2 separate regions of the Mus musculus genome follow, and region 1 is linked to region 2. A link is a contact called in public HiChIP or PLAC-seq data. All regions are on one chromosome and are shown on one strand. Each heading gives the region's core, a stretch centred on a gene start, on an enhancer-like site or on the middle of the called end of the contact. The rest is flanking DNA. Distances are from core to core; before and after follow the strand shown. Region 1 has its middle 180 kb from the start of A130030D18Rik. Region 2 holds the start of Zfp804a (zinc finger protein 804A).

Region 1 (3,401 bases), core at 600-3,099, 520 kb after region 2:
ATGTAGATATAAAAAATATAGAGTAACTTTTGAGTATTTTTCTTTTCTTGTCATTTATCATCAAAGTCTATGTATGATTAATTCCACATTCCTCATCTGGGTAAGAAACTGGAGACACCTAGTGTATGTCAGAAACATTGCAGAAGCTTTTGTTGTGAACACCTTGAATTCTATTTCTTATATTTTGGATTCACTAGGTCCAACAAACTCATAGCAACATATAAACAGATGGTATTATACTTCATGAAAATTGAAACCACATTAAGTTGTCAAACACATGACTATTAGGCATAACTACCTACTCAGATACCAGCACTTAAATTTACACACAAACACACACACACACACACACACACACACACACACACACACACACACTTTTTCCCAGATCCTTCAAAGTGTGCATGCTTAAGTGAAAAATAATAATGTTTAAAGTCTTGTGCTTAACAAGATTCCTTCGGGTGTAAACAGTAAAGTCTTTGCTTCTGAGATTCTTCTTCTGCCCTACAAGGTTCGTAAATATCCAACTCAGTTCTGTGTCCTGAGGTCAGCCCAAATGGGTTTAATGACAAATCTCATAAAATTGAAGTAGTTGCAAATTCTTAGAAAATTTAGACACTATCTATACAAAAGGAATATGATGAATATACTTAATGTATAAAGTATATGATTAAAATTAAGGTAAAACAAAATAAATTGAAGACAAATGTCAAAGGATTGTTATGATATTTTACTTATGGACTGCACAATGTCCAAAGGAATATTCTTCAACTATAGTTAAAATTATACCAGATGAAAGCTTAAAATTATTATAACAAAATGTTTATATGCCATGAATGTCTATAAAAGAAATATTCTTCTGATGTGATACTAAAAATGTTGGTGGAGTTATCATAACATCAGATGCAAAAGCAGAAAAGTACAAAAACAGAGAAAGAAAATGTTGTTTGTTCCTTAAAATATATTATAAGTCAAGATTTACTGATCAGACAACACTTAAAATATTAATATAATCACCAATGTCTTAATGATATTTACATATTTGTACACACACTCACATATAGCAAAAGAACCAATACGTGACATAAACAGGAAATTAAAGGTATTAATTTTGATAAAACATAGAAAGAGAAAGAAGAATTAGTGACATTAAAATGATATGAAAAATATGGGAGTGTCCTTCAGTGGGAGAAGACAATATGAAAGGAAAGGGACTTTTACTCACTATTAGAATGTGGGTTAGCAAATAAGATGCTTGCTCAAAAAGTTACAAAGTAGAGCTTTCATAACACTGCCATTACACCACTGCAAAAGCATGTTAAATACAGTGCAGTTCACCATAGCGATGAAGTCAGCCTATTATAAATTACACATGTGTAAATATATATTTTAAAAAGTGAAGGATATTTTTCAATTATATTTACTTTTTTTTTTGGCTACTAGGTAAATGCAACTGGAGATGATCACCATAGTGAAACAGATCCATGAAGCCCAGCGTCATGTGTGTTTTGTTTTCATCTATGTGTGGACTGTCTGGGTAAATAGTGTGTACAAGTAAAAAACAAAACAATACAACAACAAGGAGTAGTCAGGACAGGGGTGGAAAGGAAGGACAGAAATAAGAAACAGTGCTAAGGAGCGAGTTGTACAGCAATTTCCTCTGAATAGAAACATTGCCCATTGCCTTGTGGAGAGAGAAGGCAGGTTCATGAGACTCACGATGTGAACAAAAATTAAAACTTCCACAAGCCTGAAAGTTACACAAAGCCCCTTCAGAAGGTTACACACTATAATGACTCATTGCTGTGGAAAGGAAATTCTCTGACTTGCACACTGGAGGTGCTGACAGTATGCCATGCCAGTAGCTCTACAGAGACAGCTTTAGTGAGTCATCAAACATACTGGCATAGGCTTTCCAGGAGAGCAGCTGCCCTTTAGTTATTCATGCTCCTGTAAGTAGCCTCAATAAACCCCTGGTTCACTGAGCTGGACATTAGGGAAGTTATTTTGGCCTGTAAGAGGCACGCTATTGAGGATATGTAACCATTTGTTTTGATTCTCCAAATCACACAAGAAAATGTTTATGATAGACTTGTATTATATGTGTTGATGGACAGTTTTAATGAAATTTCTTATTTTGTACATTAATGTGTGATAATGAACATAAAATATGATGGTAATGTATTTTTACACAGAAAACCTTGAATGAGAGTGTGGTAAAGCCAAACACCAGGCTGACATGCAAACTTACCCAACAATTTTACTCATGAAGAACATGAGCATTAACACATATATACACACAAAACAGGAATGTTTTACAATTCCTTGTAAGAGAAATGGAATTTCTTATTAAATTACATGATTCTATGTGTATAGTAATTCAAAGATCTAGTTGATGGTTTTACAATGCAAATAAAAGGCAGTATGCCACTGAAAAAAACGTTTATTAGTATAATCTATAATAATAAAATGAAGCCAAATTCTTAAAATACTGTTTCCCAGTGCCTCACTATATTTTTATGGCAAATTTAGTATTAAAGAAAGAAGGCAAATAATTTTCCCATCAATGTAATCCAGAAGAAACTCTGGTAATGTCACAGAGACGTCTCTACACCCATATATGCTCTGTGATATGAAAAAGTCTTGATGAATGCTCTCTGGGCCGAATTAATCAAATCCCTCTGTGCTTCAGCTCTGTCACACTGTTATGAAAAATAAGAGTAATAAAGAAAATCTGAACATTATATGCACTGTTTCACTCAAAGGGCAGACAGAAAAGAGTCTTACATCAACATTGATGTGTGAGAAACCAAGACAACTAGAAGTCACACTGTATCAGCAAAAAGACGAAACATACAGGTCTAAGAACTAAATAACCTCTAATTTAAAATTATACAATTATTGAAGTAGATGAAGCAGCTTGTAAAATTGCTATCCACACAGGTTTGTGCACTTGAGTTTAAATCTCTAGAGCCTGAGTAAAAGCCCAGCACACATACTGGGGAATAAAAGGTAGAGAACAGAAAATCCATTTTAGGCTGGGGCCCATCTAACCCAATGTATTTAGAGGAAGAACAACAGCGAATCCTTCTGAAACCTGGTGGGAGATAAGAACCAACCCCTAAGTTTGCCTCCAGACTTTCATATGCACATTGTGGCATACATGCACCCATATTTTTATACACAAATTAGATAGATAGATAGATAGATAGATAGATAGATAGATAATAGATAAATAGATAAATAGATAAATAGATAAATAGATAAGAAGGAGGAAGAGGAGGAGGGGGGAAGAAGAAAAGAAGGAGGAGGAGGAGGAATAAATCAAAATGCAAAGTAGCCAGTTTTAGAAAATGTTCAACAAGTTCCATTGTCTACTCTGATCCCTTCCCAAACTGCCA
Region 2 (3,431 bases), core at 807-3,306:
TCAAGTGATGCCTGCAGAGAAAGCCTACATGCTCTGGTAAACAAACAAACAAATAATAAACAATTCTCAAGTGAAGAGAGTCAGAAATTCCTTTAACTTCCAATATTGACTATTTTTCCAGCGTAATTGTGTTCATTCTGAGTTCTACATATTTCTGGGTGACCTCCTCCCCACAGCACACAAGTTTTCTGAGTTTCTACTTCTCTTTCTCCCAAGACTTCCAGACTCCCCCAAGTGGATATCAGAGAAATTTTGTCTGCTTCTTCTAAAATAACCGACACTTCATAATGAGGTTTAATCAATACGCATCAAGTATTTTCTAATTGAAGCATGATACATGGAAAATTTCTTTTTATATAAATCTAACACTCCCCCGCTATACCCTATAATTTATAATTCACTCACATGACTGCCACCTCTTTTAGCAAGACTCCCCCATTCTATCTTCTTTGAAGAAGTGAAATCAAACTGTCAGACTCATTTAAGTACCATATTATGGGTTATGGGGAAGAGGCTGTCATTGTTACCTAAAATTCTATATATAGGGCACACATACTCGACCGTATTTTAGTCTTGGCCCACGGATAAACAAGATAAACACAGCTTGTATCGGACTGCAGTTTTCTCTGTCATAGGGGGCATCAGAATGTCTGGAATCTGCTTTAACCAATTAAGCCTTTCAAAGCAAAAGGGAAATAAAGCCTTCAGTAAATCCATTGAAGGCACCATGTCCCAGACTCCCATGCCTGGTATCGATCTTTTTAAGTGCCGACTAATGAGTCCTATGGTAGTAGCAGATCTATGGTGTGTGTATCTGTGGTGCTCCCACTCCACCACCTCAAAGGAGCTAAACTTACACAGGTCAGTGGATCACCTGGGAAGGGGTAGGGTAGAAGCAGTCCTTGCTGATGGCTGCCTTGACCCTTTAAAATCCAACCGGAATCTCTGCTGAAGACCGCAGACCGGATTCCCTACTTTCTGTGACAAGCGCAGGAGTTTGTGTGCAGCTTTTCCTTTCAGGTCGCTTCTAGGGCGAAGGCTTCTGTTTTTGTTCAGCACCTCTCTGGCATGGGAGCTCCTGGCAGCGGCTTCTTTTGCCGCAAAGCATCCTTTTCCTCTCAGCTTTGGCAATTTAGGAAGAACTGATGCTCCCAGGGGAGGTGGATGAGGGGAGAGCGCCAGGAATGGGAGCACATCCATCAGGAGTCCCTGCTTCTCCCTTCTCCCTACTTCCACTCTCGTCGCCACAAATCCCCTCCCCCAAGCTCTTAGCACATAGCATTTGTGATATGTGTAACTGGGGGGCGCGGGGGTGCGGGGTATTCCATACAAAAGATGCATCAAAGCGCAGACTCCCCTAAGCCAAACCCAGAGGCACCTGGCACCTGCCCCGATTCGCTGCAATTGGAAGCGGATGGCTTGGGTACTAAATTATTAATTTATTTATTTCCCCTGCTCCCCCGCCCGCACTCCAACCCGCAGAGCAGAAGCTGCGGTCGCGTTGCTCCCCAACCCCCCAACCTCCGCCCGCACCTCGCAGGAGTCTCGCACTTGTAACCGGCCGTCGCCTCCCGGCCCCTGGCGGTCGCGACGCACTCCCACTCGTGGCCAGGCTGGCGCGGCCGTGGGTCCCGGCGGCGGGGGAGGCGGGGGGGAGGTGGCGGGTGACAGATGTACTCCTCTGACAGCTCTCAGTATCAGCCCAGTGGCTCCCTGCCATTGGCTCAGTGCGATGGACCAGCAACGCCGCGCACTATAATAACACTCATGCCTGCCAGCGGCAGCGACTGCGAGTGCGGGCGCCCGGCGCGGGGGATGCTGCGACCGCTGCCTCTGCCGCGCGGGCGGCTCCCGCTGCCCGGCTGCGCCCTACCGCGCGGGCTCTGACCGCTCCCGCCCGGTCCCGCCCGGCCCGGCCCCCCTTGTGGCTGCATCCTCCCCAGGGGCTCCACGTCCCGGTTCCTATCTCCAGGCGAGCACTGCGCCGGAGCCTAGGCGAGCGCGGCCGGCATGCGGAGGCGGCAGGGCGCGCACCGCAGCCGGGCATAAGGAACCCGCGTGCCCGCCGCCAGCGCACAGCCGGCCGCTCGCCCTGCCGCGATCCCCAGCCCACCCTCCCGGCCCCGGCTGCGGCTGAGGGTGCGGGTGCGTGGAAGCGGCGGCTGCGGAGGAGAGGCGGCGGCTGCCCCATGGAGTGTTACTACATTGTCATCAGCTCCACGCATCTCAGCAACGGACACTTTCGCAACATCAAGGGAGTTTTCCGGGGCCCTCTCAGCAAGAACGGGAACAAAACTCTGGTAATTCATTCTCTCTCTCTCTCTCTCTCTCTCTCTCTCTCTCTCTCTCTCTCTCTCTCTCTCTCTCTTTCTATTTGTCTCTCATCTAATAGGGCATATCCGGAGGGATGAGTTGACGGATGGATTTGGGAGCTTTAGTGATGTTTGGTTTGCAAGGAATTCATTTATTTCATTTATTTATCTGATGGGCGTGGGATGAGAATCGGGTATAGAAAAGGGAAGGAATCTTAGGAAAGCTCTGCCTAAATGTTTTCCTGAGACTTCATGAAGCTCTCTGTCCACCACACTCCACAGTGCTGAAGATTATAAACCTCTTCTTTCAACAGGACCTCCTAAAAATAGAAAGGATCACTAACCCCAAGTGATCCTGTGACATCTTTCCGTTTAGGCAGCTTAAAGGTGAATGGAGGTGTGGGTGTCTGATGGAGCAGCGAGCCATGTGGCTGGTGGCTTAGGGGAAGTGGCTGGATTGGGTGAGGGTCTCCGAATGAGTTTGTTTCTTGGCTCTTGGCTCTTCGCTGAAGGACTGACAGGAAACTTCTCTTGAGAAGTTTTCTGTGTGAAGCTAAGCAGAATATTCCCATCTGCCCACTACTTGCAGCTTGTCACACTTTAGAGTTTGGGGATATGGGTGGAAGGTGATCACTGTGTCACAAGTACAGACAGTAGGAAGCATGTTAGAAAACAAAACCCACACAGCTATTCTCACTGACAAGCACAGCTTGTCCTTCAGCACCCAGCAGGAAAAGCGCTCTTGATTAGTGGAAGATGTGCTGAGCATAGAGAGAGCACGGAGTAGCTTCTACTTTCCACCCAATTCCCATCATCCACAAAGGCTCATCACATCATACGCAAAGCCTCCCTACAGAACCAACTCTCATGAGCAAGGGTGTCAGGAGAAGTAACCACTTCTCCAAAGGCAGAAAGCAGCAGCGTGGAGTTCTCTTAGTATGTGCACTGAGAGTCCAGCCCAAATCAGGTGGTAAAAGTGGAAGACTTTCTGAAGTCTGTGCCCACTGGCAGACTTTGCTCTAGATTTCTCCTAGTATTTATCTGAAAAAGATAGGTAGAGTAAGTCAAGGACACACGTAGCTCAAAGCGAATATAGTTTTCAAAGCCCCAGATTCTTTA

What was found. HiChIP or PLAC-seq counts read pairs in DNA pulled down with a chosen protein or histone mark.
Region 1: a contact with region 2 is called in an H3K27ac HiChIP or PLAC-seq map of neural progenitor cells, with 6 times the contacts expected there. The contact joins the enhancer-like site here to the promoter of Zfp804a in region 2. A contact is called at or near these places in 9 of 39 promoter capture datasets (the 3T3-L1 cell line, the HPC-7 cell line, cranial neural crest and 5 more), 24 of 484 Hi-C or Micro-C datasets (the AML12 cell line, the HPC-7 cell line, adipose-derived mesenchymal stem cells and 16 more), 2 of 115 datasets of contacts at active chromatin or transcription factors (astrocytes and neural progenitor cells) and 1 of 9 other capture datasets (embryonic stem cells).

What each region holds. Positions count from the first base shown.
Region 1 is chr2:82,570,437-82,573,837 of GRCm38.p6, forward strand. No RefSeq gene overlaps it. Among named protein-coding and RNA genes, the nearest start is that of A130030D18Rik, 180 kb to the left of the region's middle. Within about 2 kb of position 1,850, at least 11 of the 459 cell types and tissues checked have an H3K27ac peak or open chromatin away from gene starts, as enhancers often do. A contact at or near this core is called in granulosa cells and neural progenitor cells, where this site is marked.
Region 2 is chr2:82,051,602-82,055,032 of GRCm38.p6, forward strand. Zfp804a (zinc finger protein 804A) reads left to right here and starts at 2,057. Exons shown (of 4, transcript NM_175513.3): 1 at 2,057-2,300. The coding sequence starts at 2,190.